Linked DNA regions of Sus scrofa: region 1 is linked to region 2. Evidence: chromatin contacts called from public HiChIP or PLAC-seq data. All regions are on one chromosome and are shown on one strand. The core of a region is the stretch at or near the end of the contact, and the rest is flanking DNA. Distances in the headings are between cores, read along the strand shown.

Region 1 (5,269 bases), core at 851-3,350, 210 kb before region 2:
CTATTAAAAAAAAAGAAGAAAAAACTGTTCACTCCCTGCAACCACCATCCATACCTTTTAGACAACAGCCCCAAGGAAAACCTGAATTTAGGTGTTGAAATTTTTTTTTAATGAATGAATCATTATGGGTGTCTGTAGCAGAATGTTTGCAAAGAGTGCAAAAACTCCTCCTATCCTGTTCTCACTCTTTCTGGAAATCCACTAGGCTGCATAGAACAATGAGCCTAATTCCAAAGTCAGCTGTCGCCAGAAGAGGTGAAGACCAAGGAGAGCAGTCCCTTCCTCCCAAATCACCATTAAGCTTTCACAGAAAGTCATCTGTAACCAGCCAGGGACATTATCAAATTATCACCACTTATTCCACCACGTAATCCGTTGAAACGGAAATCGCTAAAATCACAAAAGCTCCAGGTCACAAAGATAGGAAGTATGCCTCAGAACTGTGATTACCAAATATCTTCACCCAGGAAAAAAGGCAGCAACCATGGCCATCAGGGTCAGCAAAGGCTCTTTAAAACCACCAGTCCGGGGCCACACCCCTCTTTAAGGTGGGTGCTGACAAAAACAGAAACGTCAGGAGCCGGAAACTGCCAGGGCGATTCTCTTATATTGTGGGCACCGTTAGAACCTCAAGTGTCACCACAATTGGCACTCAGGACGGATACACGCCCTGCCAGGACTTCAGCGAAGGGTGAGAGTTACAGGAGGTGGGTGGCCCTAAAGTCACGGACTGGGCCTTTCCTCTCCCAGCTGGAGGCGCTGGACTCCGGAGGGCAAGGAGAAGGGAGCGGGAGTGTCACCCTTGTTTTCCCGGAGCTTTAAATTGGGAGAAGCCGTTGATTGGCGACAACCCAGCCAATTTCTCGGGATTAAAGCTGCCCCCTCCCCCCGACAGGAGGGGGCCGGCTGGTTAGCCTTTCTTTGGGCATCTGCCAGGAACACCGCCGCGGACCTGAAACACCTCCGCCCCCAGACCTAGGTAGGCCTGGCCTGCCCTGAAGAAGCTAGGACTGAGTACGCGGTTGGCAGTCAGGCCAGAGATCGCGGAGCCGGAGGCTCCGCCCAGACTCCCGCACGTATACTCACCAGCTTGGTGGCCCGGTATGGCCCAGGCCCCACGATGCGGTGCTCCATGGCCCTCATGCAGCCGGGGCTGCAGCCGCACCAAGTGGAATCCCCGAAAGCCCCAGGCGCCGCAGTTTGAATCCTGAGCGTGCGCGCTTCGGGCGCTGATTGGGCGGCGCGGCGGCACGTGACGGGAACTGAGGGGCGGGACCGCCGGTAACCCAGGGAGCGGGAGGTGGGCGTCTCCTCGGAGACCTCCCGCAGGCTTGCGATCATTAGGCTCACAGCTACAGTGGAGGAGCCCCCGCACCCAGTCGCAGGCAGTCTCCGCACGAAGGATCGATGGACCTGTGTAATTCAGTGACCGAAGCCGAGCCGCACTGAATAGATAAATTCCTGTCCACCCTTCCAAGTGCACCGTGAACCTGGCGGTGCAACTGAGATTGGGAGAAGCAGGTGGTGAAATGAGGCGAGTGGACAGACTCTTCAAATGGAGGAACGCTTGAAAAAGCTAGATAAGAGCACTTGGCCACAGGGAGTGTCGACAGCGAATTAGAACACTAAAGAGCTGGGAAAGAGCCCGATTCAGCTTCCTGTGTAGTTTTTTGTTGTTGTTGTTGTTGTTTGTTTTTTGTGTGTTTTTTGTGGGGTTTTTTGTTTTTTGTTTTTTTTTTTTTTTTTTTGGTAGACTCATCTTTCCCTGGAATTTTTCTTTGTTTTTTTGGACTGGACTGAAATTTTCAGTCTTTTGCCACAGGGCTGTGAGCCTTTTTTTTTTGCTGCTTAGAATTTTCCCGCTAGGAATTGATTGTCTAATTTGCAATTGTTTAAAGGGACAAATGAAGTCACCACTCTATACCTACTACTAGAGTTCAAAATTCAAATCTGGTCACCTGAGCGAGTATTCAGGATGCAATATCATGAGAAAGAGCAAAGGATCAGACTCCCACCCTCTGTTAATACTCTTCCTCCCTTTGCTGCTTTAGGTATGTCCTCAGCTGCATTTTAGAAAGCCCTCAAAATTCCTGAGATGATACATATATATTACTTTTGTAATCAGAAAAGGCAATACAGGAGTTCCCATCTTCCACGTGGCTCAGAGGAAACAAATCTAGCAGCCATGAGGACACAAATTCCATCCCTGACCTCCATCAGTGGGTTAAGGATCCTGAGATGCCCTGAGCTGTGGTGTAGGTCAAAGATGCTGTCAGATCCCCTGTTTCAGTGGCTCTGGTGTAGGCCAGCAGCTGTAGCTCCAATTGGGCACCTAGCCTGGGAACCTCTATATGCCATGGGTGTGGCCCTAGAAAGACAAAATGACAAGAAAGGAAGGAAGGAAGGGGAGTTCCCGTTGTGACTCAGTGGTTAACGAATCCAACTAGAACCATGAGGTTGTGGGTTCAATCCCTGGCCTCGCTCAGTGGGTTAAGGATCTGGTGTTGCTGTGAGCTGTGGTGTAGGTCTTAGACATGGCTCTGATCTGGAGTTGCTGTGGCTGTGGCTTAGGCCAGCAGATGTAGCTCCAATTAGACCCCTAGCATGGGAACCTCCATATGCCATGGGCGCGGCCCTAGAAAAGACAAAAAAAAAAAAAAAAAAGGAGGGAAGAAAACATTATGCCCTGCTTCCTGAGCATTTTCTGAAGAGTCTGTCATGAACCGTAGACAATAAATATAATTCCTTTTACTGGAAAGGCATATCTCCCAATAATCCACATATCAGAGGCCACTGAGACAGTCTTTGTGAATGTAGTTTAAACTGGGCAGCTGATCATCTACCAGCTTTTCAGCATCACATAAAAATAACTGAGAAATTTCTCACCCTCTCTCTGCCCTAAAATATCAGTGCTTTCTGTCTCTTGCCCTAGGCAACATGATGATCCTCTTTGGGTTCTCACCTCACAGTCTTTGCTGGCTTCCCCCGCCAGGAACATTCTTGCCCCAGTACTTTGCAAGGCCGTCTCTCACCATTCAGGTCTCAAATCATATGCTGCCAACTTTAGAAAAGCCTTCCTCGACCTTCCTGTATAGAAAAGCCACACACACACACACACACACACACACACACACTCACACACTCTTGCACCATTTTATTTCCTTCTGAGCACTTAAATATATTTACTTATTTTTTTTATCTTCTACCTCTAGGATAATGGTTATCAAATGAAGGAGCTCCAGCTTCTGGGAGCATTTGGGGCATTTGTTAGGTTTTCTGGTTTTCAAAAAGAGAGGAGGGCCACACTGGTATTTTGGGGGTAGAGACTAGGGGAGAGATATCCTCTGATTCTTAAGTCAGGGCACACAACCTACAATTGGCCCATGTTCTGTGTGATTTTTAGTGTCCATTGGATACTCAGGTAAGTGAAAAACCTGTTTGTAATTATCTGAGCCTAGAACCTAACTCTGTTTTACGTGTAAAATAAAGAATAGTTTGAGCCAGGAGTTCCTGTTGTGGCTCAGTGGTTGACAAAACTGACTAGTATCCATGAGGACGCAGGTTCGATCCCTGGCCTTAATCAGTGGGTTAGGATCCAGTGTTGCCCTGAGTTGTGGTGTAGGTCACAGACTAGGCTCAGATCCTGAGTTGCTGTGGCTGTGGTGTAGGCTAGCAGCTAAAGCTCCAATTTGACCCCTAGCCTGGGAACCTCCATATGCAACGGGGTGTGGCCCTAAAAAGACAAAAGACAAAAAAGAAAAAAAAAAAAAAAAAAAAGAATAGTTTGGGCCAGTTTGAATGCACACTGAAGTTTCCAGGAATATCATACTCTGTCTCGTTTGGGACTGTACTAAAAGTTTTTCACCATGTCACAAGATCATCAATGATGGCAGTGCAGTTTGTGATGTTTAAAACATATTTGGGTCATTCTGTATCTGTAACTGCTCAGTTCATGGAAATTATAAATAAAGATGCTATATACTTACTTAGTCCTTATTTCAAAATACCAAATATAAGGGAAAATTACAACAATATTTAGTTGGCTTTATCTTTACTTCTCTTTAAGCCAAATTAATTTTTATAAGAAGATGTAAGTACTTGCCTATTTCATTATTTCTTTCTGATGTAATCATGCTTAGGTATTTATTTAAAAAAAAAATTGGGGAGTTCCCGTCGTGGCGCAGTGGTTAACGAATCCGACTAGGAACCAGAGGTTCGGGTTCGGTCCCTGCCCTTGCTCAGTGGGTTAACGATCCGGCGTTGCCGTGAGCTGTGGTGTAGGTTGCGGACGCGGCTCGGATCCCGCGTTGCTGTGGCTCTGGCGTAGGCCTGTGGCTACAGCTCCGATTCGACCCCTAGCCTGGGAACCTCCATATGCCGTGGTGTGGCCCTAAAAAAGACAAAAGACACACAAAAAAAAAAATGTTGGCCACCCCTGTGGCATGCAGAAAAGTTTCCAGCCCAAGGATCTAACTCATGCCACAGCAGCCACCCGAGCTGCTGCATTGACTACATTGGATCCTTAACCCACTGAAAACTCTGATATTTAGTTAAACTTTGAAATGAATATTGTTTTATTATAAATTACTTCCTTTAAATTTTACTTTGCACAAAAGAATATTGTGTTAATTTTCATTACGTGTAGGTATATATGTATGCATGGCCATTTATGAATTTTATTTCAGCAGAATAAAAAAAGTACTGGCCCTGATCCAGCTGTGAACCTTTGCTCTGTCCAGATTATACACCCATGAGATCAGGGACTCTTGTTTCCCACTGTAACCCAATTTTAAGAACAGTATCTTAAAAAAAAAAAAAAAAAAAAAAAAAAAAAAAAAATTGGCCACACCTGCAGCACATGGAAGTTCCCAAGCCAGGGGTCAAGCCACAGCCACTGTAGAAGCGATGCCCTGCAGTTACGTTGTGAGCCACAAGGGAAGCCCAACCGTATCTGATACATAGAAAATACTCAATAAAAAATTTTTAATGTATGATATATCTGTTTTAATGTAAACATTTTTTAATTTATCAGGTAAAATCGAAGAAGTTACTGTTGTGGCTCAGCAGGTTAAGAACTCCGCTAGCATCCATGAGAATGCGAGTTGGATCCCTGGCCTTGCTCAGTGGGTTAATGATCTTGTGTTGCTACGAGCTGCGGCCTTGGTCACAGATGAGGCTGGGATTCAACCCCTAGCTTGCGAACTTCCAATATGCCACAGGTGTGGCCCTAAAAAGACAAAAAAAAAAAAAAAAAAAAAAATTGAAGCAG
Region 2 (5,665 bases), core at 345-2,844:
TCTATCCCTCCGGTTACTCCTTTTCAGTTCCTCTGCAATCTCATTTTCTGCTTAACTTTAAGTGTTAATATTTTTCAGGTTTTTTTTATCATTGAATAGCTTCTCTCTCTTTACTCCACAAATAGTGGCTAGGAAATCTTATGTCCCCCTTGCTTCACATATCATCTTGCATTAAAGATACCTAAATTTCTCCTGAGCATCAAACGTATATATGCAACTGTCTACTCCACTCTCCAAGTGAAATCTTCACAAGTTCCTTGACAGCAATATGGGAAAAATCAGTATGAGCAAAATTAAAGTAAAACTTGCTCCCTCTTTGGGAAAAGATAACACCATGATTCACCCTGCCACACAAGGCACATAGCTGGGAATCATTGCTGATTCCTCCCTTTTCATCATTTTCCTATATCCAATTAATTTCCATGGTGACTGCATTTCTTATTTTTCAAGTATCTTCATCCTCTTTGTTCCAACTGCCAAGTCCCTGGCTCAACTCTCTCCTTGCAAGTTACCTAACTTAGCTCCCAGTCTTGCTCTGAACTTCAATTCATTCTCCAAGCAGATGACAAAATGCAATACTTGTCACTTTATTCTCATCTTCATACCTCTCAACCAAGCACACAAGTCTCTTCCTCATCTTGCCTCTGCCTACTTCTCCAGCTTCATCTTTTGTCAGTGGCCCTCTCTCTGCTGAATCCTCTGCTGTAGTTACGTTAAACTTTGTTCATTTCTGGCCCGTGCTCTGCCTTTAACATATTGCTTAGCACACAGAAGGATCTCACTAAATACATCGACAGAATGAAAGACGGAATTCTTGGAGGAGAGTTACTCCTTGGGAGGTGAGGAAGGAAGGAGGGAGAAGGAATAAAGTAAAACAAAAATATCCTCGGGAGTTCCCTGGTGGCCCAGTCGGTTAAGGATTCAGCCTTGTCACTGCTGTGGCTCTGGTTACAACTGTGGCTAGGGTTGGATCCCTGGCCCTAGAACTTCCCTATGTCCCAGGCCGGGCCAAAAACCAAAACAAACCAAAACATAAAAAACCCGCAAATTTAAAGAATGTGTGTGTGCCTGTATAATTGAGTTACTTTTCTATACAGCAGAAATTGGCACAACACTCAATCATAAAATAGCGAATTAAAAAAACCACAAAAATATCCTCATTAGGTTTATAGCGCCTTCACCCGATTTCACGATGGTACCCACCTGACTACAGGTATACAACAGATATTTTATTTTTTCAAGACACAGGAGTAAAGTCGAGCGTGGTGGGAGTAAAAGGATAATGAGGAGGGAAAGTATGAGCAAGGCTAACATAGCCATTGGTTCAGATTTTAACTGGCGTACTAGAAAAAAACTAAGGTTTTCTTTACCTCCGTGTGGACTCCGCTCTCCGTAGGCGAAGAGGGTCCTCCAAACCCGCTTGTCGCGCCGACAAAAACCCTAGCATCCCTTCCTTTTACCCCAGGTGGAGAGCTGGACGCCGCCATGACAGAACTCGGAGGCAGCGGGTGTAGCAGCGGAGTCTCACATTGGTTAAGCATGATGCGATCCCACCAATGGTGAGTGCCGTTACTAGAGGGTGGATTGCTCTCAGCCGGTGGGCGGGGTCGGCGGCGGGGGCGTTCTCCCCTTGGTAGCCTGGATCCCGGCAGGTCTTACCGCTACTGGCGCTGGAAGGTGATCCGGAAACATGGGCTGGCCTCAGGGTTTGTTCCGCGTCTTGTGGCGAGCACTGTCGAAGGAAGTGAAGGAGCAAGTGGGCACAGACCGGTTCGGGAACAAATACTACTATATCCCGGAGCACAAGAACTGGAGAGGTGAGATGTGGGCAGGGGCGCAGGTTGCGCGGTCACGAAGTGAGAGGAAAGGGGGAGCGTCTAGTTAACTAAAGCGACGTGCGGCACTTGTGATAATCACCAGAGTGCACAACCCGAGTTGGTTATCTCGCCGCCCCCTCCACTCTGGCCGCTGGCTTTGCGTCCGCTCTGGGTGAGCGGCCCCATGTGTGACCGAGGTACCTCAGCTGCAGCGCCGGGGTCCGCAGCCTGCCGCGGCTGGCGCTAGCACCGCACTCACCCTTCGCCCAGCACCTACAGTCTTGCAGGTGGAGGGCGCCCCAGTGTGGGTGTTTACCATGGGGCGACGTAGACGGGGACTAGTCCACTGAGGCCTTTTACCAAAGGTGCTTGAAGTGGCGGGGAAGTGCCTTTCCTCCTCCGTGCCGGCTTTGGGAGCAGGCCGGCGTGAAGTAATTTAAGAGGTGTATTTTCAGCGCCTCCGCTCTCATCTTTCTTAGCGTTAATCTTTTTTTCCCCGTGACTTTGGCATTGGCCCCATGCGTCACCTTCCTTATGGCCAAAACTGTTTGAAGTAGGTCCATGTACAGTGACAGTATGGAAGAAGATACCCGCAAGGCTCCAGGTTACCTTTACTGCGAGGTTGCCCTCCAGAAACTTGTTGAGCTCACTTTAAGATACATGGTTCTAACCGTACTTCTGTGTAGGAATGTGCAAAGTCTTGGTGTTTGGGGAGGTAGGGACCTTCCTGTCCATTGAAATCACACCACGTGGCAGCCGTCATAAGCTGTATTGTTCAAACATCACGATTTCAGAAGATCTCAAGCTTTGGGTTTAGAAACGTTTGGGTAAGAATCTCGACTTTGATACCTAATAGCTGAGGGATCATGGACAAAATATTTATCCTCCCCAAGTCTTAGTATCTTCACCTCAAAGTTAGAGATGATAATAATAGCAACAATATTGAGAAGCACTAAGACCTTTCAAAATTGTGTTCTGTTCATTTCCTTTAACGCCTGACAGAGGATTTCTCCTTCATTCCTAGTGGAGCCACAGGTAAAGTGTGTTGCTGGATTTATAACTCAAACTTGTTTTGCCTAGCCCTTTTCTGTAACTTAATATTTTAGACTTGTTTCTCTAATGAACATGTAGATTCTAATAGAGCAGTAAATAACCTAGCTTGGTGGTGAAGTATTTCTTGACAGATTGCAAGCAGGGTGAAAGGTGTTTCTTTTCCATAAGTTGTTATTATTATTAGGGCTGCACCTGGGGTATGTGGAGGTTCCCAGGCTAGGGGTCTAAACAGAGCAGCAGCTGTCTGCCTATGACACAGCCAGAGCAACGCCAGATCTGACCTACACCACAGCTCACAGCAATGTGGGATCCTTAACCCACTGAGCAAGGCCAGGGGTCAGACCTGCAACCTCATGATTCCTAGTCCCATTTTTTTCCACTGCGCCACGACGGGAACTCCTCCATAAATTATTGAGTAACATTTTAAAAAATGTGAAGACAGTGAGAGTTCCTGCTGTGGCGCAGTGGGTTAAGAATCAGACTGCAGTTGCTCCCATTGCTGTGGAGGAGCCAGTTTGATCCTCCACCCAGCAGATTCTGCCTTGCCACAGCTGCCTCTCTGGATTCAGGCCCTGGCCCAGGAACTTCCAGATGCCACAAGCAGCCAAAAAAAAGGAAAAAGAAAAGAAAACATTAGATAGACCTCCTTTTTTTTCTTTTTATTAACGTGTAACTTACATACAGTAACATTCGTTCTTTTTGATGTAGGGTTTTGGGGGTTTTTTTGGCTGGGCCTGTGGCATGTGGAAGTTCTAGGGCCACAGAGCTGTAACCATAGCCACAGAAGTGAACACGCCTGGTCTTTAACCCGCTGAGCCACCAAGGAACTCCTAGGATTTTATGATTTTTGCAGATGCATAGAGTCCTTTAAGTATCACCTCAATCAACATATAGAACAGTTCCCTCACCACCAAAGTCCCTCCTACCCCTTAGTAGCTCATTCCCTCACCTTATACCCAGCCCTGGGCAACCCCTGATCTGTTTTATGTTCGTAAAGTTTTGCTTGTTCTAGAATATCATATAAATGGAGTTACACAGGATGTAGTCTTTTGAATCTAGCTTATTTCACATGGTATAGTGCAACTGAGATTCATCCATGTGTCAGTAGTTCCTTTTTATTACTGAGTAGTATTCTGTTGAATTGCTTTATCATAGTTTGATATCCATTCATCACCTGAAGGATGGACATTTATTTAGGTTGTTTCTAGTTTTTGGTGATTGTGCAAAGCCTCTAAAAACATTCCTATATAGGGTTTTGTGTGAACATAATTTTTCTTGGGGGAACATCTAGGAGTGAGATTACTGAGTTGTGTGGTAAGTGTATATGTAACTACCAAACTATTCTCCAAATTGTACCATTTTTCATTCCTAATAGCAATGCAGGATACCTCTAGTTTCACATTCTCACCAGCATTTGGTTTTGTCAGTTTTTTGTTTTTTATTTTTATTTTAGCTATTCTAATAGGTGGATAGTGTTATCTCATTTTGGTTTTCATTTTCATTTTCCCAATGACTGAGGATGTTGAGAATCTTTTCTTGTGCTTATTTGCCATCCATAGAGCTTTGACAAAGTAGCCATTCAATCTTTTGACCATTAAAAAAAACTTGTATCAATTTCATTTCATTGAAAATACAGTATCATTTAGGAAGACTAAATTAACACAGTCGGTATGTATTCTAAAATAATATAATTTATGAGTCAAAGGATATGTTTATTTTTATTATAATATCAAGTTGTTCTTTCAAAGTGCTTGTGCCAACTTAGGCTTTGATTAGCTTGATATTTTGAATCCATATACTCTTGGTTGTGAGAAAATTAGGCTTTTATTGATGATGTATTAGAATCACTGTGTGCTGCTGTCTAATCTCTGTGTGCCTCAGCTCTTAGATAATTGTGGCCTGTTGCACAGATGTGTTGTGTGTATAGTCTATAAGTACCATTACATGTTTCCTAAGACTTAGGGAAGATATTTTTAGTTTAAAAGCAGATTTTCAAAAAATAAGTCATCTAACTTTTCTGTTTCCTTGATATGAAAGGTGGTTCTTTTTTTTTTTTTTCTCCTGCTTTTCAGATCTGCCTTGCAGCATATGGAGGTTCCCAGGCTAGGGGTTCATTCGGAGCCATAGCTGCCAGCCTACCCCACAGCCACAACAACATCAGATTTGAGCTGTGTCTGCGACCTACACCAGCAGATCAGCTCATGGCAACTCCAGATCCTCAAACTACTGAGTGAGACCAGGGATCGAACCCACAACCTCATGGTTCCTAGTTGGATTCGTTTCCACTGTGATACGACAGGGACAGTGATTGAACTCGAGCCACAGTAGTGACCAGAGCCATAGCAGTGACAACCTGCTGAGCCACTAGGAAACTCCCTGAAAGGTGGTTCTTTAGAGGGCTCCCTGAGTTTTCTTTGAATTGCATAAATTGTTGAGCATTTAACACCACCAATGAAGAGTATTTAAAAACTCTTTAGAGGAAATTAATTTTTATTTTAATTCAGTTAATTACTGTGGTGTCAGTCTTCAAAGAACTACTGTATTTTCCAGTAGGCTGTTATTTAATAAGAAAAATCTGTTGTTATGCAATTCAGAATAAATCTCTTGAGTTTTTCTAGTCAGTTGAATTTAAGTTTAGAATTGTTGAAATTTTAACTTTTTTTTTTAAAAAGCACATTGACTTCTCAGAATAAAAATATTATGAGTATAGCATGTACTCAGCATTTTTAATAATAAAGTGTTGATCAACATTTTTATTGAAAGTTTGCTTGCTCTGTGGTAGATTACTTAGTAAA

Evidence for each region. HiChIP or PLAC-seq counts read pairs in DNA pulled down with a chosen protein or histone mark.
Region 1: an H3K27ac HiChIP or PLAC-seq map of alveolar macrophages shows a contact between it and region 2. The contact joins the promoter of DEPDC1B here to the promoter of NDUFAF2 in region 2. A contact is called at or near these places in 3 of 47 Hi-C or Micro-C datasets (liver, mesenteric adipose tissue and skeletal muscle) and 1 of 2 datasets of contacts at active chromatin or transcription factors (alveolar macrophages).

What each region holds. Positions count from the first base shown.
Region 1 is chr16:39,556,645-39,561,913 of Sscrofa11.1, forward strand. It overlaps DEPDC1B (DEP domain-containing protein 1B), which reads right to left and starts at 2,101. Exons shown (of 11, transcript XM_003133987.6): 1 at 1,087-2,101. The coding sequence starts at 1,341.
Region 2 is chr16:39,768,804-39,774,468 of Sscrofa11.1, forward strand. NDUFAF2 (mimitin, mitochondrial) reads left to right here and starts at 1,595. Exons shown (of 4, transcript XM_021077006.1): 1 at 1,595-1,817. The coding sequence starts at 1,691. It overlaps ERCC8 (DNA excision repair protein ERCC-8), which reads right to left and starts at 1,527. Exons shown (of 12, transcript XM_003133989.6): 1 at 1,371-1,527. The coding sequence starts at 1,447.